4 separate regions of the Rattus norvegicus genome follow, and all the other regions are linked to region 4. A link is a contact called in public Hi-C and HiChIP or PLAC-seq data. All regions are on one chromosome and are shown on one strand. Each heading gives the region's core, a stretch centred on a gene start, on an enhancer-like site or on the middle of the called end of the contact. The rest is flanking DNA. Distances are from core to core; before and after follow the strand shown.

Region 1 (5,989 bases), core at 981-3,480, 340 kb before region 4:
TGGATTTACCCTACCCCTGGCTGCTATCGTTTTAGGTGGACAAGGTGATAAAGTCGTAAGTACCCATGCTTTGGTTTTCCTCGTCTTGGTCAATAAAAACATGATCCATCACAAAACTGAGGAGTTCAGACTGCAGTCCCGTGTCTGGATTAAACACCAAAGGCTGAAGGCCTTCTCTGCCACCTGTCATTAACTGGTGGCTAAAAATCATTAAAAGATCACAGAGTAGCATGAAAGCCTGCAATTCAAGAAGAATTGATTATCAGAATAGTACACAAATATAGGAAAATCTATTAATATAAGAAAACAGGAATATATACAAATCAAAGTAATGGGAAACATACTAAATTTTCAATCCCAACACTAAAATAAAAAATCATAAGAATGAAAGTTCCAACTTTTCATAATTAACCTGATGAAATTCTTTTCTCATTAAACAGAGGTTATATCGAAGACATTATTTTCTAATTGTATTTTTACTAAAGAACAGCAGACTGAGAGATTTTGGCTTGAATTTAAAAGAAGTCAAGTTCAACTCTAGTAATAGAGGTTTAATTAACAGATGACATTAGAAATCAATCATATACTACTTAAGTAATCAGCGTAACTTATGAAAATTACAACTTAAATTATAATTAGTACTCAAAATTTAACCTATCGTTTAGATTTAAAAAACTAATATAAAATGTTTCAGATATAGGATTAAAATTAGATTCAGACCATATATTAAGATGCTCAGGAAAAGCTATTTATAAAGGTGGACATTTTCAAGAGAATTCAGGAGAGTATTTTTTAACCCAGACTTCTTTGGATATAAAACATATCAGAGCAGAAATGTAAGAGTTTGGTTTAATTGGCCATAACTAAGTACTTTAGGTAGTAATTAATGGTGGGTTCTGGAGAGTTACAGAGTAAGCCTTAGGGAAGACCATTTATAAGTTCTATGAAGAAAGAGACTTGTGGCAGTTTATTTTAAGAAAAGACTGTAAAGGATGACTAGCCTTTAATTTGACTTATTTTCTGGCCCAATACAAAAAGTAAAAAACAAGATAGAAAAATTTCATTTTGTTTTAAAGTGTTCTTTAATAGGAACGCATACTTAAATAACTAATTTATAAATTTTTATAATGGAAAAACCTTCAATTTCGTGGGTCCTTCTTTAACAAGAGTCTGCCTTTACAAGGACTTTCTCACGTGAATGCTGACTTCTTCTCTAGTATTACCCAAGTATATAGATTCAGGAGTTCACTGCTCTGAAAGGGCTGGTCATTTGGTATTTTATATGTCGAAGCCTTCTTTCATAGCTCCACAATATCCATGTTTGTACTTTAAGGTGGTCAGGGGAACAGCTACTTGGGATGAGTGGTATGGACATATTTTAGATATATGGGCTGAAGTATTCACATGTGTATGTATGCATATATGTACATACACACATGTATATATATATATATATATATATATATGAATGAAGCTCTTTCTGGTATTAGGAGTTGAAGGTGAGAAGTTGATGCAAGTTATAGGTCAACTTACTAGACCCTCAATATTTTAGCACAGGATTCTTAGGAATCAAGAATTCTAAGCTTGAACTTAAGTCTTCCAGCTGACAACAGTATACTTGTAAAGTATAAGAACAGAATATATAACTTTAAAATATCTAGACATCAAAACTCTAGGTTGTATATATGCCAATATTGAAAAATTATATAGTCTAGTGTTCCTCAATACATTTGGGTTGTTAGCAGTCAAATACAGAGCAATATTAACTAAGAATTTTTTTACCTGTTCCTTAACTGGAGTATTAACATTAGACAGGCACTGCTGGCAAACAGCCAAAAAAGATTTCACTGTTTTCCTCAACACCAACAAATCCTCCTGTAAAACACATTCAAATATGCAAACATGAATAACCATATCCCAGAAAATTGATTCAAGAAATAATAAACAGAAAACGCTCAACTGGTTTATTGTAAAGGAAACCACAAAATTAAACTAATTATTGGGAATCAATTAGTACAGTTATTTCCTGTTTATTGAACATAATAGAAAGGGTAGGGAACCCAACATTACTCTAGATCCAGCCATAGTTGGTTAAGTGTGTGAATATTCAGAAAGGCTCCTTTGTAAAGGCAGATGTGTCTCTGTTGACAGCAGAGTGTCAGCTCTCTAACACGATGTAGCAGTGAGACAATGGAATGTAAGACTGAGAAACGGCTCGGTGGGTAAGAGTAGAAACTGTGCCGCTCACACTACCTGTCCCAACTCCAGAAGGTCCAATGCCTTCCCAGGCACCTGCACTTACATGCACACATCCACACAGACATATACACAAGCATGCAATTGAAGTAATTAAACTCTCAAAACGATGATGAAGTGCAGCAGCGAACTGAAAAGAAAATACAAGGTAGCAAGAAATAGGTTTCCTCTTTTCACAGTGCTTGCTATGTCGTTAGGGAAAAGGAGTATGTGATTCAATTCTAAGCTTAGAGATAAACCTGATTTCTCATTAGACAAGCCTGATAATAGTCCACACAGAAATATTTAAAAATATGAAGATAAATGTTATTTTCTTCTAATTTTTTATGTTTGTTTGTTGCGCATAAATGTGTATACATGCCAAGGCAGAGGACGATTTACAGAAGTCAGTTTTACTTCCATACTGTGTGTTCCAGGGTTAAACTCAGGTCACTGGGTCTGCAGCAAGTACCCTTTAACCTGTGGAGATTTACTTTAGGCCCCTGACTGCTGGTCTCCCGAGTGGGATTAAAGACATTTGTTACCAAACCTGGCTTCTCCTTTAAAATTTTTTTCCCCTCCTCTTTGCTCTTAGAGACTGAACTTTGAGCTTTGAAAAGAAATGCAAATTTATCCAGTATCCAAGAGATAAAGCCCTGTTAATAAGAAGCCAACAGGGAAAAATCTGCAAAGTTGTCTGCTAAACTGGCTCCTCCAAAGCCAGAGTCCCTGGTAAAAGGTCCCTGAAAAGAAACAAGGCACCTGAAGGGACAAACCAGTGCTGGCAAGCCTGGGGACAGTCTTGCAGGAAATGAAGATGCCAAAACAAACCAGGCGCAGACAGCTAACAATGCCAAGTACAATGTGTGCTTTTTAAAACACTGATTAATGTTTAAAATATTATTTTTTATCAAGGTTTATAAAACTGCTCGTAGAGACTCTTCTCTCAGAGGACAGCAATGCTAGACTCTTGTCTATAAGAACAACAAGGCATCAGTAATAGTGTCAGGGTTTGGTGCCGGCCTGTGGGAGGCCTTTCCTTCAATCTCTGCTCCATTTTTGTCCCTGCATTTCTTTTAGACAGGAACAATTCTGGGCCAAAACTTTTGAAGGTGGGTTGGTGCCCCCATCCCTGCACTAGGGGCCCTGTCTATCTACTAGAGGTGGTCTCCTCAGGTTCCATCTCCCCACTGTTGGGCATTTCAGCTAAGGCCATCTCCAGTGAGTCATGGGAGCCTCTTACTTCCCAGGTCCCTGGTACTTTCTAGAGGCTCCCCTGCCCCTACCACCTGCAGCTGCAGATTTCCATCCATTTCCTGGGCTCTGGGCTTCTTTCCTGTGTCCCCCACACCAGATCCTGCCCTCCTTTCCCCTTCACCTCCCCTCTCCCACACAGTTCTCTCCTCTCTACGACATCCAGATTATTTTGTTCCTTCTTTGGGATCAAAGCATGCAGATAGGAGCTTAGCATGCGAGAGGCTCTACCAGCAGCTGAGACAGCTAAAGGTAAAGCCAACCACTGGACTGAGACCGCTGAGCCCTATGGAAGAGTTAGGGGAAGAAAGGAGTGAAGGAGCTGAAGGGGATGGCAACCCCACAGGGAGATTAACAGTGTCAACTAACCTGGATCCTTTCCTTGGGAGCTCCCAGAGACTAAGCTGTCAACCAAAGAGCATATGTGGGCTGATCTGTGGCCCCCAGCACATATGTAGCAAAGGACTACCTTGTCTGGCCTCCATGGGAGAGGACTGACTAATCCTGTAGAGACTTGATGTCTCAGGGAAGGAGGGCTGTGGGTGGGGTGGTGGTGGAGCGCACTCTTAGAGGCAAAGGGGAGAGGGGTGAAGAACTCTAAGAGGGGGGACCCAGAAAGGGACATTGGAATGTAATTAAATTAAACGATTTTTAAAATTGCAGTATTTTGTTTTACCTTAAAAAAAAAAAAAAACTATTGTTGGGGCTGGAGAGGTGGCTCAGTGGTTAAGAGCACTGACTGCTCTTCCCAAGGTCCTGACTTCAATTCCCAGCAACTACATGGTGGCTCACACCATCTGTAATGGGATCTGATGCCCTCTTCTGGTGTGTCTGAGGACAGCTACAGTGTACTCATACATGAAATAAATGAATAAATATTTTAAAAAAACTATGTTATTATCACAGAACATGTCATTTTTTTGAGGGGGTAGGGGAAGGGAGGTGTGTGTAACTAACACAATCTCTCCCAACCTCGACTGATAGGAGAAACCCCTTTCCCTGCTAGTTTAAGACTCCTTTCTTCTTCATGGGGATTTTCTTATGTTGATGGGCATGACCACCTTGGCACAAAATGCCTTGTGCAGTCCACAAAATTCAACATTTTTATATCACCCTCCCCTTCTACAAAAAGCATGACTTAACTCCCTAAAAGCAGACACCTGTTTAAACTTAGACCCTAAAACTGATTTTGCTAGTGTATTGGAGATTCGGACTTTCTAGCAACATCACTAAGATAGTTTTCCTCAAAAGAACAGTGGTTCCTTTCGTAGATGACTATGAATCTTCAGACTGGTCATTATGCTATTTTCATTTCATTTCCTGCAAGTCAAAGTCAGCTAAAAATTAAACATCTGTAATATGAAATCAGTCTTTTCCCTGATGAAAGCATGAACAGCTCATTGGACTTCTGACTTTGGTAGTTCATTCAAGAAGGAAGTTTGGAAGATCTGTAAAACTGTTAATGATCACTTGCTTATGTCCTGCCAGAAATTACATGATTGTTCATGAAGAATATTTTAAATAAAACTGGATGCAGTTTGGTGTGGGAAAAATAAATGGGTTCTATTGTTGGACATGTTAGTAGCACCTAACTCAGGAGTTAATAAGGCAGTAAGGACCTCCTGAGTGCAAAAATTTCAAATCAGCCTGTCCAACACAGTGAAAGCGGTCTCAAAACAAAACCCGCCCACCAAAAAACTCTCCTTCACAAAAAAACTCTAAACTAAGTCCAGTGGTGCATACTTATAATCTCAGCACTTGAAAGGCTAAAGTAGGAGAATCAGAATTGCTACCAGTGTGAGCTACACATGAAATCCTGTTCCTCAAACCATGAAAAAAACTAAACACGGACACACCCATAGGGAAGGGGCGCTTTTGATTAAACTTTGAAACCAGGACTAGGCTACCAGACTCGTCTTCCCCACACAAGTAAGCCATATACAGGCATATAATTCAGCATTATATTGGCATTTAAAAAGGGACCATATGGGAATCACTTTAAAAGTTACTCTAAACTTAAAATTCTTTAGAATTATTTTGCTTGGGATCTCTGTTTTGGGAACTTCACAAGCCAAATGACACTTCAAAAATATCACTAACATGAGCACATACTTTGAAGGAGGAATAAGACTATATTGTACACATATTAAGAGAGGAGGACTTTTAAATTTCCTTCAGGTAAATAATTACATATCTATATTTCAATATTCCTTTAACTTTCAATCTCAAACATTTGCAAAGCATGGGCGGGGGGCAATTGGGGTAACACAGTCAACCAGAACAGAGTATGTAGCATGAGGGCAGGGGAAAGTATAGCATTTATTCTGAACAACTCTGGGTCAGAAGTTGTCTTGGAAGCATTCTCAAAAGGTTAACATGCTGTGCAGCTAGATCTAGGACTGAACTTATATAGATACCGAGAAGGTATTATACATGGAAACAGGCTCCTGGCAGAATGGGAAGGGTATAAGCATGTAACCATACCAGTGTAAAGATTCTG
Region 2 (6,654 bases), core at 1,832-4,331, 460 kb before region 4:
TTTGAAAGCACTTTCAGGAATTGAAAAGCCGCAGACTGATGCAGCTGTGGCCTAATTGTTAAATCAATTCAATGTCACCAATTCATTTTGAAAGATTCCTATCTGTTAGGTTGCCTTAAATTCGGGGCAGAGTGGTGAGCCAGCCAGCTGTAGTCCCCGCCTCCAATATCCGCATTGAGTTAAAGAATCATAATAGAGTGACATGTGCTTCAGGAGTTAAGCCTCCAAGAAACTCTGAAACAGGGGGTCCCACTGGCCTTACTCTGAGTGAAAAAAAAAATGAAATAAAGGAGGAGGAAACGTCTACTAAAGTGTGGAGAAGACATTTACTGTGGACATAAGGGAGAGAGCGAGCAGAGAGAAGAATGCAGTCTGAACAAAGCCAGCACACTAAACTAGACCCTCAGAGGAGAGAGAGGACCCAGGGTGAGAGTGGAGCTCTAACTGACCAAGAGGCCAAAAAAAGACCTGTGTCACGGGAAAATGACTGATTATATAAGGATCAGGCTGGGGGGTGGGGGGAGGGGGGATTGGAGGCCCCACCCCTGGGAGATGTTTAGTGTAGGGGCGGGGTGAGGAACGCTGGGCGGAGCCACAGGTAACGTGATGCCGGGAGAGCTGGCGTGCATCCTTTGGTGTTAATAGCACTCTAGTTAGCCACTAGTGGTGATGAATCTTACCGGCCCCCAAAGTCCCAAGTGTAGACATGCCCAATTCTTCATATTCTGATTTGCCACCATTCCTCCAAAAGTTGGAGATGTACCCGAATTTAAGTGCATGTGCATAAACATGAACAAGCAGGATTTTTTGGGGGTGTGTCTCACTATGTAACCATACTTCCTATGTAGAGCGGGTTGCCCTCAAACACACAGAGATCATCCTACCCCTGGTTACTGAGGGCTGGAATTAAAGGTGTGTGCTACTCCATTCTCCATGCCAGGCCCCGTTTTCTTCCACTGTTGCTTCTTATCTTCTCGAATATACTCTAAACACACAACACTGTTCAAATTCTCCCAAAGCCAGCCCCTTGTCTACCTCTAGGTTATTACGGTCCTTAAAGCAGGGCCAAGAGCTCTCTCATCTCATGTCCCGCAGAGGTAGGTGGTCCTTGCCCAGTCAGGAGACTTCAGACCTTGGACATTCAGCTTCTGTCGATGTCGAGGGAAACAACTCCTGATCTAAGAAACACAACTTGTGGTCATAGTTCAAGTTCTTGGCACATAGGTGGCTCAAAGATGATTCTTAGGCTGTGTGGAGTGGTACACACTTTTAATCCCAGTATTTGAAAGGCTGAGGCAAATGGACCTCTGCGAGTTTCAGGCCAACCTGGTTTACATCATGAGTTCCAGGCCAGTTAAGGAGGGCTACATACGTTAGGCCACACCTCAAAAAGTAAATGAAAATAAATAAACAAACAAAAAAATGTCATTAAGGTCTCAGGCCAGAATTTGAACTCTATGGGAGTCCTGCAGTGAGGTGGATCTAGGAAGGGTTAATAATCAACTCTGGCAGGTTTTTTTGTGGCTAAGAATGAGAAATATGTACCTTGTACTTTGCCTTAAAGACCTGCCACTTAGCTGGATAAACAAATGGGCAAGCATCAATAGCAGAGATTTCAAAAGCACTGGAGCAGTCATCCTTAGATGCTAGCATCTGAACTGAATAAAGGGCACTTGCTAAGGAGGCCAGCAGCCCCATGCCCACCCCCTTCTGATTCGGTCTGAGATGGCATTTGGCAGCTAGTTTACTTTTCCTACTTCCTCCCAGCAAGGCCAGAGCCGGTGCCTTGACAAGAGTCTCTTCTTGACCACACTTTGGTCAGGCTCTACTGAGCATCCTCTTGAATAGAACTGACCTTGGCTCCCGGGTCCTCTCTTCTAGAGGACAAGCTTTACCAAGAATCCTGCCAAGTCAGTCATGCCATAATCCTCCACCCCTAATAAAGGGTCACCCTCAATATTTGATAAGGTTCCTCTTCCACTGTCCCCCAAATGGTGTCTGAGTACCCTGGTTTGCCTTCAGCAAAGCATGTGTTTTGTTCCTTACCCTTGTGTTCCCTCTCAATTTTGTATCCATTGAATTCCCACTCCAATAAATCCTGTCTCTGTTGTAATGGGGGTTGAGGCCAATCTCTCTTCCCTACTGTAAAACCCATTGAGCAGTGGTCCTTATACCTAACACAATGGTCCCTGAAAGTTTACTTCCCCATTTTGTGTCTTGTCACAAACATAAAAAACATTAAAAAACACAAACAAACAAACAAACAAAACCCTTGTGTGTGTCAGATTTGGGTGTGCACATGTGGAAGTCATGGGACAACACGGGGTAGCAATGGTCCCCTTATTTGTGTGAGGATTGGTTATTTGCTGCTGCCTATGTTAGGCTGGCTAGTTCGTGAACTTCCTGGGATTCTTTTATTTCCGGCTGCTATCTCACCCAGGCAAGGTCTCAATACAGACACTCATTACTTTGGCTGTACTGAGTTTGGGGACCCCAATTTCGGTCCTCATACTCATGTTGGCAAAGGCTTTAACCACTGAGCCAAGCAGCTAGTTAAAAAAAAGGGGGGGGGGGTTGGGGATTTGGCTCAGTGGTAGAGCTCTTGCCTAGGAAGCACAAGGTCCTGGGTTCGGTCCCCAGCCCCGAAAAAAAGAAAAAAAAATCAGTCTTGACTCCGTATCAGACATATTTCTGTTCTTGTGTATCTCATTGTGAAATCTGGATGTGAATTATTTCAAGTCATGTTGCAAGAGCAAAACCTGGCACAGCGTTTGATAAAAGTTGGTTAGAACTCATTATCTACTCATTTTGGGGGGACGTAGGTCGACGAAGCCCGGGGTTTAGATGGCTAACGCAGAGCAAGGAATGAAGTCCTTGTCCTGTGTAGTCAGTCACACAGGCACAGATCTGAGAGGCAGGTATTTACCAGCATACCCACACAGGACCGCCTTGAGCCTGAGTGTAAGTAAGCCTGTGACTGCTAGGAGCTCTGGGCCCAGCGACGACACGCAGGCGCAGACCCGCTATGGCTACGCTCTCTGCGCATGCGTCCTGAAGTGGGGTGGCACGCTGGCAGAGTTAAAAAATGGCGGCGGCGATTCGGATTCGGGCGATGGCAGCTGGAACGAGGCTCAGAGTTCTGAACTGCGGCCTCCGCACCACAATCCGCAGCCTTTGCAGCCAGCCGGTCTCAGTTAACGAGCGCATCGAAAACAAGCGCCATGCCGCGCTGCTGGGAGGAGGCCAGCGACGCATCGACGCACAGCACAAGCGAGTGAGTCCGGGGAGCCAGCGCATCCCGCCCCTCCGCTCGCGACCTATCACAGCGCGCCGGGCTCGCGGCCCCAGAGCCTCCCAGCCAATAGGCGCGGTACCTGGGAGGGGCGGGGCGAGAACTTTCACCTGGAGAACCTTGAGCCCCCTCGGGTGTCAGTAGACAAGGGCGAGCATCTGCACCCTTAGGGAGGTTCCCAGATAGTGGTGGTGGGCATTGATCGCATGGATGCATATGACCGGTCTCCGCTGCGCCCCACTTAGCAGCTGTGAACTTTTCGGAAGCTGGTTTTTAAAAAGCATCTTAAACAGAACAATGCCTTCCACATCGTGTTAGATTAAGATTGCTTCACTAGTTGTCCACAGGCTCTGATTTAAAAAGATCAGATTGTTCTCCCGCTGCCAGGGTTTATGGCAGGTGGTTTGTTTTTTTTGTTTTTTGTTTTTTTTTTTTCGGAGCTGGGGACCGGGTGGTTTGGTTTTTTTTGTTTTGTTTTTGTTTTTGTTTTTTTGTTTTTGTTTTGTTTTCTCTCCCTTCATGGGGAAGGAAGCACGAAGTATTAGAAAAAACCTGCTTGCGTTCGCATTAATCTGGGATGGGGTCTCCGTGCATGCCGGGGACTTGCGATGCCTGTGCCCGAGGAAGTCAGGTCGGCCTCTTGGGAGTTCCCTGTGTGGATCTGCTGCGTAGGAAGCAGGTGGACTTTGTATAAACTCTCAGGCTACTCGGCTAACAGCCGAGGCACTGAATCACTTTTGAGCTTTTAGGAGAAGGTCATTTAGCAGCAGAAAAGACAAGCTGGAAGACGTGACCCTAGACTTGAAGCCAGACTTGCCCAATGTATCCTTGACTCATGTGTGAGTCCTGACAGAACTGGATGAGTTAACAGGAAGGTGCCCTGAGGGAAGGACTCCATGTGAAGGGCATAGAAGTCCTACTCAAGGGATTGGGGATTTAGCTCAGTGGTAGAGCGCCTGCCTAGGAAGCGCAAGGCCCTGGGTTCGGTCCCCAGCTCCGATGTCCTGAGTTACATCTGAAAATGCTCAAGGATAACTAGTCCTCTTGACACATAGGAGTGTATGTGTGCTTGAAAGGTTTGTGGTGAACCATGAGCCCCACTTGGGGTCCTGCTGAGGGGCTCCTGGGAAAACCTGTCAACTGCTCCCGTAACCTCTCTCTTGAGGCACCCTTACCTATTCCTCCCCGGTAGATCCTGATGCGCTTATATTAAGGCCTTCAGAGCGTATTTAGTGGGAGGCTGACTTTGTGTTCCCTTTAAGAACAGTTTTCTCTATGTCCGTGAGTCAGATGTCCTAAAAGAGGACCAGAAAGTTATCAATCTGTCTGTCTATCTGCCTATCATCTATTTATCTATCTATCTATCTATCTATCTATCTATCTACATAATTGTTAGATTGTTTCTCCCAGAAGTAAACAGAAGTTTGTTTTCCATAATCATTGGCTTTCCCTATTTTCTTAGAATAACTAATTTAAAGTTTTAAAAAGTTTTGTTTGTTTACTGGTGTCTATGTGTTGCTTTCTTGACACAGTAGGAATTTACAGATTTGAGGTTTTGGGAGTCTCAGGCATGGAGGCTCTTGGTAGATTGAGGCTTCAACTTCTTCTGAAAGGAATATTTAATTTTTAAATTAGGGTCTCATGCAACCCCGATTGGCCTAGACTTTTCTTTGCAGCCAAGGTTGATGCTGAACTTTTAAAAACATATTTATTTTATGTATGTGAATACACTGTTCTCTTCAGACATGCCAGAAGAGGGCATTGGGTTCCATTACAGATGGTTGTGAACTACCATGTGGTTGCTGGGAATTGAACTCAGGACCTTTGGAAGATCAGTGCTGTATCTCCAGCCCGATGCTGAATTTCTGATCCCTCTGCTTCTAACCAACCCCTCCCCAGCCCACCCACTCCCCAGCTCTGGGATTACAGGCATTCACTACCATAAGCAGTATATGTGGTACTGGGGATTAAACCCAGTGCTTTTGCACACAGTAGGCAAGTCCTTTACCACTCGAACTGTATCTCTAGCCATTTTCTTTTAACCTCAAGAACCTCTCCAGCACTCTGTACTTTCACCATCCCTCCACAGATCCCTGCTATGGGATCTTAGCTTTGTCAGTTAGTGTGTCTTTAAGTGGAGATCCCACTTAAGATAAAAGAAGAGCAAGCCCTTCTGAAGGCAGAACCCATTAGTGCCCTGAGGTGGAGGCTGAGCGCTGGAGGGGAGGGGTTGTGACTGGCTGAAGTGTGCTTCTCTGAAAGGAGCCTACCAACCTCTGACCCTCACTGAGCCTGCCTCAGTTTCCTCCCTCCTCCTTGGGTTTCCTTCCACAGGCAAATGGCTCCTGGAGCGTCTCATCTACCCTGCTGTCCTGGCTGTAACAAAGTCTATCACTAGTGCCTGTCTACCTCGGGCGAGAACAGATAGCATGGAGCCTTTTGCATTGGGGCAAAGGTGAAAAGCCTGTGCCCTGACATTCCTGCCAGTGCATTTTACCTGCCTGTTAACTTGGTCTGTGGTGACGTCACCAACGGATCCCTGTGTTGTAGGGAAAGCTGACAGCCAGGGAGCGGATCAGTCTCCTGCTGGATCCTGGCAGCTTCGTGGAGAGTGACATGTTTGTGGAACACAGGTGTGCCGACTTCGGAATGGCTGCCGAGAAGAATAAGGTATCTTTATGCGTTCTAGCTGTGGTGTGAGCGCTTCCCGTGGCTTGCTGGCCTTCCCTCCCACCACAGCAAAGAGTCCATATCGCTTTTATCTCAGGCTCACTGGAGAAGTACTGAGGGGGCCATCGGGTTCTCTCCTAGCTTCAGCTTGGTCTGCAGATGACTGCGGGTGGCTGTTTATTCTCTGCAGTGCCACGCAGGTTCAGTTCCCAAGGTTGCAGGTTCTATTCCCCATCATACAGAATGACAGGTTTGGAAGAAGGATCATTCAGGTGGGTTCCGAGAACCAGGCCCTCATCCAAATGCAGGCTAGTTGTTGCTTTTGATACGTCTTAAGTTTGAGCCTATGTTTAGGTGGTTCCCCCTCCCCGCCCCCCGCCCCGGAGCTGGGGACCGAACCTAGGGCCTTGCGCTCGCTAGGCAAGCGCTCTACCGCTGAGCTAAATCCCCAACCCCTGTTTAGGTGTTTTTATTGTTTTTTTTTTTTTTTTTTCAATTTGTCTGACCATGTCACAGACTACCTTAGATCTTTACATAGCCCAGGCTGGCCTTGAACTCATGTACCTCTTGGCCTTAGCCTCCTGAGTGGAATCACAGACATGTGCCACATACACCCTGCACCTCTGAGTCTACGAGGTCAGTAAGACCAGACTGTTTCCCATGGGTGCGTGGAGCTCTTTGGATTAACTCAG
Region 3 (6,003 bases), core at 2,906-5,405, 500 kb before region 4:
AGGATAAAGACTTGAGTCCTTGTTGGAATAGGTGTGGCCTTGTTGGAGCACCAGGCCGCGCGCGCGCGCGTGTGTGTGTGTGTGTGTGTGTGTGTGTGTGTCTGTTTTGCATGTGGGTGCATCTGTATGTCTGTCTGTCTCCCTCTCTTCTTGATGCCTGCCAATCCAAATATAGAACCCCCCTGGCACCTTCTCCAGCACCATATGTGTTTGCCAGGCCACCATGCTTCCTGCCATAACACCAATCACCAATTAAACCTTTGAACGAGTAAGCCAGGCCCAACTAAATGGTTCCCTTTATAAGAGTTGCCATGGTCATGGTGCCCGAAGATAAGCAGGAAAGCCAAGGCATGAAACTATTGCCAAACACAGAGCTTTTCTCCCCCTTCCTCCCTCCTTTCCTCCCCCCTCCCCTCACCTCATTGGGCAGAACAGAGTGGGAGTAGCAGCACAAAAATGCACAATAAACAATATTTTTCCCTAAAGACTTATATAATACACCAGAAAACTAATATAACTACAAAACTGAATTGTAGGGAACTATAAAACAGCGTAACAACTAGAACAAAGGGTTGTAGAGGTTCAGAAGACAAAGAACTTTTTGCTAGAGTGAGCGAGGAACAGTCACAAAAGGGAGCAAATAAGTTTTAGGACCTTTACAGAAAATGAGCAAAAGAAACTTTAAGGAAGCCAGGCCTTACTGGTGCAGGACTGTAGTGCCTGCCAGGTATTCATGAGGCCGAGGAAGGAAGGTCACTAGTTCAAGGGCAGCTAGTCAACTACAAATGTACATGATATGTACAAGGTCCCATGTTCAAGCCCCAGAAGGTGGGGAAGAAATGTAAGGAAGAAAAATACAAATAACACGCTTAAAAAGGTAAAAACAAAGTAAAAACACCTATTTGACTGTGGAAATTGACCACAAAATACAAGTCTATTTACAGCACCAAAATAGAATTAAACTTAATTTTCACATATGTATTATTTTCATGAAATAAAACTGCACATGAATACTATTAATGAGCTTGTTTTTTGAACTAAAAAAAAAAATACCAGTATAGGATTGTACCTGGCACAAAAATAAGTAGTGCTAGAGTTGAATAAAATAATTTCTCTTTGTCTTGATACTCATGGGCCTGTGGGGCCTGAGGGAGACATAGACCAACATCTCTATTGTCAAAATGTTATTAAAGGCCGCCCAACTGTAAGTAGAACCCACAAATCCTTTCCATAATATGAAAGGGCAGGAGGGAAGAACCAAAGAGAATGACCACTAAGTTAAACAGTCATAAAATTGATTGTGTTGCCAAGACTGAGCACTAAATAGACCACAGCTAGGCTTTTTATGTGTAACTTCAGGACCAGTGAGATGGTTCAGAAGTTAAGAGCACAAACTGTTCTTCAAGGCCTAGGGTCTCAGCATCTCCATGGCAGCTCCTAATAATAGTAACTCCATTCCCAGGGCATACAGCTCTTTTCTGACCTCTCAGGCACACAAGACACATGGTGTATATACATACACACAGACAAAACAGCCAAACACATAAAAATAATCTGTTTAATGTGTCTTTTTTTTAAATCCATGTTTAAATTATTAAGGCCATGTTTAAAAACTTAAACCACATCTGAATAATTTAAAATCCCACCCGGCTTGATGGAACACACCAAGAATCTTTGCACTCAGAGGGCTGAGGCAGGAGCTTCTCCAATTTGAGGCCAGCCTATTAAACAGCAGGATGCTTATCCAGCATACTGAAGGTCCTGGGCTCCCCACTTAGCAATGCAAAAAATAAATAAGCTTTTCAAGTTCCAAGCATTCAAGCACCATCCAAAAATCCCCATTTTCTAGCAGAGTTAAGACCTGCCCATCTGGTAAAGAGGGTAACATATTTTCAAATGTCAGCTGACAATGCCTTTACTAAGTATAGCTGTCTGCAGAATAATATGGCCATGACCTTCCTGACCTGTCTTTCCCCTACTTTACCAAGGATCCTCCTCAAAAACAAAGGGGGAGCAGAGTGTCAGGGAAAAAGAAGTTGGGTTCACTCTACAGCCTCAATCTTAGATGCTCTATAAAGTAAAGGCAGAGAGCTCTTCAATAGGCCCTGAGTTTGATGACCAGCACCACCAAAAATTAAGTGAGACTGCAAGACAGAGTACCACTAAACCAAGCAAATTCTCGGCCACTTCCCTTGGTTTTATCTAAACTGAAAGCAAACTAACTCAGCACCTAGCCCTATGCTCACTTTACACAACAAGACACTGAGGCCCACGGCAACCGTTAAGTCATCTGCTCTAAGTGACTGCTTCCCTATAAAAGTACTGTCTGTTAGTCTTCAAGCAGTGCTTAATCACTTTGTTGCTTAACGCTTATGAAACTAAGTACCTAACCAGGAAAAACCCAATCTCCACTCTTTCAGTCCCCTCAGTGCCCTGCCCTGAGCTATACAAAAAAATGATGGGTGAATCTTGAATACCATTTCTATGGTTCAGCCACTACTCTCGAAAAATTACTCTTCTCCACTTAAAGTGCTACAATGTCTAAATTCTGACCAAACAGAATGTCGGGGTTAACAAATCCTCCAATAAGCGCAGTGAGGTGCATCATGTGCTCTTTCGTTTACCTCAAAGTCTCATTTACTAATAGGTGGAAGATGTATACCATCTCGAGAGACAGGACAATCGTTCTGGTTTTTGAGTGCCAAATACTGTATGTGCCCAGTAAACACGCGTGATCACTCTTTAAACACTTTCCAATTAGACAATATTTTCACTCATCTCTAACAAATCATTAAGTATTGTAACCGACAGGGGTTAGTACCCTTTGAAAGAAAATCTAAAAATAATCCTCTGAAACCGGGCATGGCTGTGCATGCCTGAAATACCGGCATTCAAGAGACAGACACGAAGACCACTAGTTCGAAGTCGGCCCAAGCTACATAGTAGGAACTGCCTTAAAAAGCAAAGTAAATAAATAATGCAACTCTGCCAGGACACCTGACAGTAAAACTACAGAAAAGCCTAATCTGTAAAAATCTCACCAACTAAAGAGTGCCAGCAGCTTCATTAGGTCTGGGCTAACCTTCAAACCATCCGTTGTAGAACCTGGGGCACTGAGGTCTCTGACTGGAGGTGCATCAAGCTTATACCATCTATCCTCTGCAAAACACCAATTTAGGGAGTGCAGTGCATAGGTCTTAACAATGTTTGACCACATTTAATGACAAAGGTATTCAATCAGTTCCTGCAGCAGAGGCTTAAAAAAAGAAAGAGCACGCTGCTGGCACTTCAACCCCATTCAAGACATCACCGCTATACGTGTGAAGCCGTCGGAGAATTTTTTAAAATAGATTTTAAAAAATAATAAAACACCAGAAAGATGGTTCAAGGCGAAATAAAACCGTTTTTGAACGTTAAAGCCGCTGTACAAAGGTGGCTGAAAAAGGCTCTCGGCCTTTCTGAAACGCCGGGCAAAAGTCCCTGGGCGAGTTTCAAAACTAACGACCGTGTACTACCACTGCACAGTACCACCACTTAAAACGAACTACCGGGGCCGGCCAACCGTTCACGTTACTACTGCCAGAGGGACTTTAGAAAACAAGCAGGGAAAGGGGAACAATAAAGAAGCGTCTCACCGCAAACACAGCACGAGAGGGACTGTCGGAAGTAAGGCAAGAGCCTGTTAATCTCTGTAAACGCCTTGGGGTCTCCGGGGTCGTAGTTGAGCACTAGGCGGCTCGCGGAAATGTAGAGAGCAGTAGCATTCACCGGGTTCATTGCAGACACTTCGACACCAATGGCTCCCGGTTGAAAAGAAATTCCGGATCCAAGTTTGTAAGCAGCCAGGGAACAATGGCGAATTTGCAACAATTCGGAAGAAATCTGAGCAGAACCACTGGCCAAAGCAGCAACCAAAATCCGTGCAAGTTTGTGAAGCTGAAGCAATCCTCCCACACATGGGGCCTTGGCGCCCCTCCTCCGTCCCTGAGACTTGCAGACCGAAGAGAGACAGAGAAATCAGCGATCGAGTTCGTCCGAGGCGACCGCGGCTGGGTGCTCCGGTCGCGATCCGTGCTCGGTCTAGCCCCGCGGCTCGGCGGGCGGCCTGCGCTCGAGCTGCATGTCCGGCCGCGGAGGCACCTCCGGGTGGAGCTGGCGCGCACAGGAGCGGGCCCGGTGGGGTCCAGGCGGGGCACGCTTCTCTTCGGACGGCGGGGCCCTTACTCCATCGCAGCGCCGGCGCGGAGGCAGCGGGACGACGAGGACTACGGCGCAGGCGTCGGCTTCCCGGGTCTAGTGCCAGCAGTAGCGGCGACGGAGGTTGCTGCTGCGGCGGGAGCGCGCCGCTGCCGTTCTCGCCATGCCGGACGCGGGGCCCACGCTGCGCCTGGCGCGGCGGGCGGGAGGCCCCCGCCCGAAAGGGAGGCCCGGGAGGAAGTGCGCGCGGGGCCCGGCGGCGGGAGGGGGCGGGGAACAGGCCCGGCAGGCAGCGGCGGCGGCGCCCCTCGCTCCTCAGCCGCACACTTGGGGTCACCAGCGCAAGCGCCGCCCCCTCACAGCCCGGCCATCTTTTCGGCACAGCACGGACGACTCCTCCAAGCGCGACTGCCACGGCCGCCGCCGCTTGCCCAGCCGCGGCTTAGGCGAGCTCACCCCGCCAGGCCGCCGCCGCCGCCCAGCGCGCACGACGAGGCCCGCTGCAGGCCCCTCCCTCGCGCCTAGCCGCCCTCACCCTTATTCTCGCGCCGCTCTAGCTCGGTTGGGCCGGGGCTACTCCGGCCGTGGTGGATGGTGCGGCGCCTCAGGCCCGGCCGGTAACGACGACCGTTACCCCAACGGGCAAAGACACTGTCATCCCCGAGACTCCCCCGCCGCCGTCGTCGCTAGCCCTTGCACGCATGCGCAAAGCACGCTCTCACCCCCATCCCCCCCGCCCTTCCTTTCCCTCTGCTTCCCTTTTCCCCTGCTTCTCCTCTAAAAGCCCCCTCCACTCCCTCCCCGGGCTGCCGGCTCAACTGCGCATGCACAAACCCCCACCCGACCCTACCGCCTTTCGCCCTTACGCGTGCGCTTTGACCGCCCACCCAGAAAACCGGATAAACACATTAGCCCGCTCACGCCAGCCCCGCCCTGCCCCGCCGCCAGCACACCCTGAGTTCACTGCGCATGTCTGGCTCTCCACTTACGGCTCCTAGCACAGAGCATGCTCAGTGCGAGTCGGACGCTCTTCGCCCCTCCCCCACGTGCTCTCAAATTCCGTCTCCTAAGCGTGTGGGTTGCGGTGAATTGGGTATCGGGCACGGCTTCCCCCACGCGTGGGCTGCTCGCGTCGCGCTGTGTGACTGGGGATTCGGGGACCGGAGCTGACCCGGGTGGGAGGATGGCAGGTCCAGCACGACCGCCAGTCCGGCCTCCCCGCCCTCCTCCCGGAACCTAGCGCGTGGCGAGCCGTGGGCTAGGCGCTGGCCCAACAAGTTTGAAAGCCACTCCTCTAGGTCCTCAGCGAGCCTGCCCTTGTGCGTGGACACAGCTCGCGACGTATGGTCTGACTCTGTCGAGTCTGAAAGTATCTGAATCCTTCGTTGCTCTGCTTTTAAAAAAAAAGACACAAAGCTTTTGCCTTTTTTGCAGAAGACTGAGGACACTTGGATATAAATAAAAGCCTAACTGAGAATGATTCTCCCCTCAAAATACAAATCCTTTTTTGGGTAGCACAAATAGAAACTGCTCTTCAACATGGTATTTTTTTTGCACTTAATAAACGCTGTACATGCTCTTAAAGTGAAGCTTATGACGTGTACAAATCTTATATATGTGTACTTAAGGCATACCAAAATACTAATTTTAGGGACTGGCCCATAAGTTATCAAGGAAACACATTCAATCTTTTGTTACCACTTGAAGACAGATTCTAGTTTTCGTTTTTGTTTTTTTAGAAAAGCGTAACATACAGTAAGAATCCAACTATTTAATTTTTATATATCAGCACAGTAAGCTGAGGAG
Region 4 (6,395 bases), core at 2,179-4,678:
CTGCACTGTAACTACCAAATGACAGGAACCCCAACTCTGCCTTCTCTGGACATAAAACCCTACCTGCTACATTAAGAACCATCTCATTCTATGGCTTATACGAGAGCATTTTTTATACGTTTCATAATGAAACCCTATGCCCCCCCCCCAAGGATTGAGAGGTGGGCAGGGGGTACAAGACTCAGCAGATGGCACTTGCTGACAATCTTGAAAATCTTAAATTTAATCACAGATCACACATGTTGGAGAAAATCAAATCCTTTAAGTTATCTACTGGTCTTCATATGAGCAGCATGTTCACAAGCAGAAAAAAAAATTGTAAGGAAAATAAAATTTAAAGATGGCAGTGGGGCACGGCTGTAATCCCAACATTTGATTGACAGAGGTAGGAGAATCAGGAGTTCAAGGCCAGCCTGAGATACTCATTCTGTCTTATTTGAAAATAAAAACAGGGACAGAGAATGTGGCCATTCTAACATATACCAGACCCTGGGTTCATACCTAGTAGTGCAAACACTGAAAAAATTAGAGGAAGGGAGAGGAAGGGAGAAGAGAAAGGGTGGGGAAGTGGTGACTGTTTTAGCTTTGTCTTTTCCTTATGTTCAGATTCTAAAAGGGTCACTGAAGATGCTTCTCTCCCCATTAGAAATAAATAAATGATACTCACACTATCTTTTCCTTGAAAGTGGGAGAGATTCTGTAAATATACCAAGATAACTTTCCTATGATTATACTAGAGAGGGAAAAGGGTAATTTTTGTATGTGTAATTAATGTCCCTATAGTTAACTGAATTTAAATAAAAGGTTATCTGGGGGGCTGACCTAATCAGGTTAACTTCTGAAAGCAGTCTTCAAATCTATAGTAATTAGGGACAGAAGTCAGAGACACTGATTACTACAGTAGCCATTTTGTGAACTGCTGCCTATTAAGACTATATGTCAAAAATAAATAAAATAATAATAATTACAGGCTTTGGCCAAAAGCTAACAAAGATGCATTAGATCTCCTATAGTACTAAGATAATTAAGATATATCCACCTATAATCAGGCAAGTAAAGCAGAGATTGTAACTATAAATTTTTAAAAGTTATAACTAAAAGGGTTTTCAATGTGTAAAAGAACCACTGGCTTTCCTCAACTTTAGAAAGGAGGACGGTAAAAAGTAAACAAGATCACAAACCTAGGGGACGCCTCAAGAAACTTCAGTGCTCACCCCTTGCAGCACAGCTTGAGTTTTAAAAAAACAAAAACAAAAAACCAAAAAAAAAAAAAACCTTTCAAAGCCAAAAGTGGCTGTAATCCCAGCATTTCAAAGTATAAAACAGAAGAATTGCTATAAATTCAAGGCCATCCTGAACTACATCCAAAGTCCTTTCTGGAAAAAAAAAATCAAAAAACAAAAGAGCCATTCAGTAATTGGCTGGCCTGGCACCTATAATCTAGGCACTCCATAGGCTGAAGAAAAGAACTGCCCTAAATTAAAGGCCACCTTAGACTGTATAGTGATCTCAAGACCAGCCTGGGCTACACAATGAGATCCTGTTGGTTGTGGAGGGAGTAACCACACAGTAATTGTATTAATCTCTTCAAAAGATGACCATACCTGACCTCTATTTGTTTTGTTTTTTTAAAGACAGTATCTCATAAAATGTCCATGCTAACTTCAACTTGTGATTCCCCCTGCCTCTGGCTCCTGAGTAACCAGAATTACAGGCATAGACCAACATAAAGCACTCCAAAGTATAGTTTTAAAATGCAAAGAAAAAAAAAACACCTGTGGGGTTTCTCTGAGTTTATTTGGGTAAAAAAATTGTTACATACCCCATAATTAAAAACAATTTAATATCATTTCTTGTTCTTTCAGTATTTCTTGATCAAACTTTTAGCCTCGATTTATATACATTATAAGACCATCCATCACCCATCATTCACGAACCGTTTTTATTCCCACTGTTTTGTACATTTCCATAAGAGAGCTTAGCCATCCGAATTTGCAATTTCTATAAAAAAAATACACTGTGAAACCTAAAGGTAAAGTTACAAATTCCATTTAAGTTACACATTGTACAACTTTATGCGGATTTTGGTACTTTCACAAACACTACTTTTGCTAGGTGTAAAATATAGCTGTCTAAGCACAACCAGGAGAGAATCACATACCCCTCGTCTTAACACCAACTTCAACAGCAAATAACTAGGTACCACAAAGTGCACTATTTGGGGTCTATAGGGCTCCAAAACCATCCCACAGCTTAACACTCCCAGGACACGACTGTCTACAATGTGGAAAGAATCAGTAACAATTCTAATGTAGGCAAAAGCGTGTGACGTGACAATCCGAAAACCAGAAAATGTTGTGGTCTCTACTGCACACAAACAGCACTCGGTTCGGACCCCTCCAAGTGAGGCTCAGGTCCAACTCCAAGCCCTCGGGTTTCCCAGCTCTTTATCCCGCCCCCCACCTTCGGGGAAGAGGAAAAACAACTTTTATTGGCCTCATCTCCCGGGGGATTGGGAAACTAGCGGGGCAGTGCTCCGGCCTGGACACGTTTCACCAGGAGGCCCCGTCCCGGGCTCGGACGACAGATAGCGGGAAAGCCAGGCTGCGACGCCCCGTCGGCCGGGGTCCTCAGCCCCCTGCCCCACCCCAGCCACCAGAGGCCTGGACCAGCAGTAGGACTGAGCGACCCCCAGGACCCTCGGCAGAAGCGAGCTCGTTGTCATGTGACGCTGCCGCCGCCGCCGCTAAAGCACCGCAGAAACGCAGGGCGGCGGAAGGCGTTCGCGCCAGCCCGCCTAGGCTGGCCCGGGCGCGGGCGAGTCCCGAGAGCCCGGGCGGGGGGGGCGGAGGGCGGGCTTGGCGGCGGGCCCGAGCGCGCCACAAAGGCTTCCGCGCTACCGCCGTGGAGCCCGGGCGGGCGGGGGCACCGTTTTCGCGGCCCGCGGGAGGGGTGGAGGGAGCGGAGCGCCCGCCGCGCCCACAGCAGGTCCCGGGCGCTCGGCCGCCCGCAGCCGCCGCGCAGCGCACAGGCCCGCGCGGCCTCCCTCCCCCGCGCGGGGCCCGCGCCGGCCCGCCCGCTCGCCGCTCGCGCTCCCAGGCTCTCGCCCGGCCTCCATCTTGGATCGGCGCTTCCAGCCCCCGCGCCGCTGCCGCCGCATTCCCCCTTTCCCGCCCCCCGCCGCCGCCGCCGCCGCCCGCGCTCACCTCAGCTGCCCATCCGGGCGCTGTCGGCCGTCGACCTAGTTTCCCCCCAAAAGTCTCCGGTGTGTTATTCCCGATGTGGGGGGGTTGTTACGGGGTGGTCGCCGGGGGTTCGGGAGCGGGGGCCGCGCCTTCAACGGAGCTGCAATCCTAACCCGCCATCTGGTGGCATTTTCCACACGCCAATGGCGCCGCTGCAGACTTGGGTCCCGACCGCCCTCTGCTGGCCGCGGTGCTCACTGCCTCGCTGACAGGACCGGCCTGCCCGGAAAGGGGAGGGAGTTGAGGCGCGAGCAGGGGCCCTCGGACGGGGGCGCGCGCTATCGCTCGCCTCCGGGGGGCGCGCACGCGCAGCACTGGAGCGGGAAACGTGGCCTTTGCGTGGCGGCCCCGCCCCCGCACGAAGCTCCTGCTGCGCTCTGCCAATGGCGAGCCGCGGAGACGTCAGGACCAGGGCGCTGTGGACGGCTCGTGGGCCGCCCGAGGCGAGCGGAAGGACGGACTCTTCGGCGCCTGCGCGACCCGCTCGCTTGCTTGCCGCCCGCCATTTTTAGAGCTTCTCGGAGAGCCGGGAAGGAATCCGCCCCCAGCTCTTCCGCCGAGGCCCCTCCTCGGCGGGGGCCGCGCTCCGCTCCCGCCCCGAGGCTGCCAGTCGCCTACACCCGCCGTTATTCGGGCGAGGCAGGCCAAGGAGCCGCCGAGCCCTGCTTTCTCCCCGCTTAGCAGGAGTTTCCAACCTAGAATTGTATTCGCGGTTTATTATTGATGAGGCGCTTTCCCAGAACGAGGTTGAAAAACGTTTCGAGGACCGGGACTTCCCTTGCCGCGGAGCTAAAGGAAACAGTGACCGCTCCAGGCCGATTGGCGTCGTCCTGCATCTGTAAAGCAGGTTCTCGACGAGGTGCAGGCTTTGCATAAGGCGGCAGCATTGGCTAGTTAGTGAGAAAGAAGCTACATTGTGAGATAGTCTGCTAAGGATTAGATTCTCCTCCCACAGCCTTGGACTGCTTTCCGTGGACGTACGAATAATGGATCCTAGCCGAATGAGAAATAGCCAGCCACAGCAGATCTTGACCCCTTCCCTGCTGTCTCTATCTTAGCTGTCCTTGACCAAGGCTCCTAACCTTCTGCCTGCTTATAACTCGGCACTACGGAAGTGAATTCTTGTTCTTATAGGTCATCAGCCTCATTTCTGACTTTTTTTTTATTGGCAGAGGCAGCTGCATTTTCAGTATCTCCTTAGAAACGTTAAACTTGTTTATAGTCCTGAGGGCTTGCTAGTACGTCAAATGCCTCTGCTCTTTATCCCAAAGGTTGCAGAAGTACGTTACACGTCACTGAAGGAACTTTGATATGAATTCGTGAGGGTCCATTTATTTCAGCAAAGTATCTCGTTTACTAACCTCTGATTGACTTCCTATTGTGTTCTCTGTAGAGCCTGTTTCTAGCTTGCCTTGTTACGAGGGTGCCGGTACCAAGGCATACTCATATGTAATTTAATATATTTTCTTAATCTCGAATCTGTGAGGCTCTGATAAAGGGCTGGTGGTTTATCTTAATATATTTGTAGTCGTGATCTCGAAAACCTCGCCTAGTTTAGCCATTCCCCCTTCCCTTCTCTCCCAGTCTTGCCTGAATACCATTGTCCTTTTTTTTTCTAGAATATCTTCAGTATTTTCTTATCTTCTGGGTTCTTTCTGGTTTGTTTTTTTTTTTTTCAAGTTTCCATTTATCTTTAAAAAAAAAAATCAGAGCTGTTAACTCCCTCCACTTGCTGTATTGTGTTCCGTACCCAGCCACATATCTGAAGAGAATCAGTATAGCAGTGGGTGCTCTAACCACAGCCTTGGGAGGCTGAGGCAGACGGATTTGGAGAGATACAATGAGATCTTATCCAAGGGGGGGCGGGGGAGCAGGGGCAGTCATGTCCTTCACTAGGCCCGATCCACCCTTGAAACATTGTTAAGTTACTTCTTCGGATCTGCCCCTACTTTGTTCACTAGTCTTCTGACTGGGTTTGCTAGCTCCGGGGCTTTTTTTTGTTTTGTTTTGATTTTTGTTTTTTAGATTCCACAGTTCAACCCTGAGTTCTCAACCCTTTTCTATGTTGTTGCTCTTTAAAAGTCCCCAAATTACTTGTTGGTTCCCAGTTGTGCCTGAACGACGATACCTTATTTTCCGCTCCTTTTCCAGATAGCTCCATCCAGTCCGGTACTTTAAAATAATTCCTCTCTTACCCTCATGTCTCTTCATAACTCCGTAGTTTTAGCAGGGGAAGGGAATGCCCTGTGATCTGTGAGCCTAGACTGTTCTGAACAGGTGTGTAAGTTCAGGCAGATCTCGGCCTGCTCCCCCAGCTGTAGGATGTAAACAGCAGTGGTTACCTCAGGGTGGCTACGTGCATATATTAACCAGCGCAGGCTTCCTTGCTAGCTGTACTATTGCATTGTTGCCTTTATCTTAGTCTTTTCAGATTTCTTTTACCCTCATGCTGGAGATTGAAACCAAGTATGGATTCTACAACTGAATTACACCGCAGCCCCGCATTTATTTGTGTTGTGTGGGAGCAGTTGGGCGTTTCTTTTGTTGTTAGAGATGGTGCAATTTCCGTGTTAAGGGTCAACCCAGAGACTTGTGCTAGATCAGCGTTTGTTGTTTGTTTGTTTGTTTATATCCAAGGGCCTGAGTAGCCAACTTTTGAGTTCATAGCTGTCTAAATTTTATTTTGCTGTCACACATAATTGAACTGGTGTATATACATATTTAATTCCCAAAAGGAACTCTGAGCTTGATCCTATTGTCATTCAGATCTCTGCTTTTGTTCTCCAGTGGCTTCTGTTATCTTGGCCCTTTCCTCCCGACCTCTAGCCCCTTGACTTACACCAGGACAATTGTTTTAGGCTTCTCTTTCTTCCTTCTCTCTTCCTCTCCCCTCCTCTTCCCCCTTTTCTTCCACATCTTCTCCTTTTTCAGATAGGATTTTTCTCTCTACCCACGCTGGTCTCAAACTTAAAAATTCCCTACCCTGACCTCACAAGAGCAGAGATTCCAGGTGTATAATACCACACTTGGTTTGTGACCTCTAGACAGTTCTGACCTCTCTGTCTGTCTCTGTCTGTCTCTGTCTCTGTCTCTGTCTCTCTCTCTCTCTTTCTCTCTCTGTCTCTCTCTCTCTCTCTCTCTCTCTCTCTC

What was found. Hi-C and Micro-C count contacts between places; a contact is called where the count stands out from the background. HiChIP or PLAC-seq counts read pairs in DNA pulled down with a chosen protein or histone mark.
Region 1: a contact with region 4 is called in a Hi-C map of liver, with 4 times the contacts expected there. The contact joins the enhancer-like site here to the promoter of Stag1 in region 4. A contact is called at or near these places in 9 of 12 Hi-C or Micro-C datasets (the A7r5 cell line, Schwann cells, frontal cortex and 4 more) and 1 of 1 datasets of contacts at active chromatin or transcription factors (oligodendrocytes).
Region 2: a contact with region 4 is called in an H3K27ac HiChIP or PLAC-seq map of oligodendrocytes, with 5 times the contacts expected there. The contact joins the promoter of Pccb here to the promoter of Stag1 in region 4.
Region 3: a contact with region 4 is called in a Hi-C map of frontal cortex, with 2.4 times the contacts expected there. The contact joins the promoter of Msl2 here to the promoter of Stag1 in region 4. A contact is called at or near these places in 2 of 12 Hi-C or Micro-C datasets (frontal cortex and mammary epithelial cells) and 1 of 1 datasets of contacts at active chromatin or transcription factors (oligodendrocytes).

What each region holds. Positions count from the first base shown.
Region 1 is chr8:110,399,067-110,405,055 of GRCr8, reverse strand. The region is part of intron 22 of Stag1 (STAG1 cohesin complex component); the gene reads right to left. Among named protein-coding and RNA genes, the nearest start is that of Pccb, 120 kb to the left of the region's middle. Within about 2 kb of position 2,230, at least 7 of the 93 cell types and tissues checked have an H3K27ac peak or open chromatin away from gene starts, as enhancers often do. A contact at or near this core is called in kidney and liver, where this site is marked.
Region 2 is chr8:110,516,613-110,523,266 of GRCr8, reverse strand. It overlaps Pccb (propionyl-CoA carboxylase subunit beta), which reads left to right and starts at 3,081. Exons shown (of 15, transcript NM_017030.2): 1 at 3,081-3,274; 2 at 5,843-5,962. The coding sequence starts at 3,086.
Region 3 is chr8:110,555,013-110,561,015 of GRCr8, reverse strand. Msl2 (MSL complex subunit 2) reads right to left here and starts at 4,155. Exons shown (of 2, transcript NM_001401885.1): 1 at 3,636-4,155. The coding sequence starts at 3,777.
Region 4 is chr8:110,055,089-110,061,483 of GRCr8, reverse strand. It overlaps Stag1 (STAG1 cohesin complex component), which reads right to left and starts at 3,428. Exons shown (of 31, transcript NM_001108179.1): 1 at 3,207-3,428.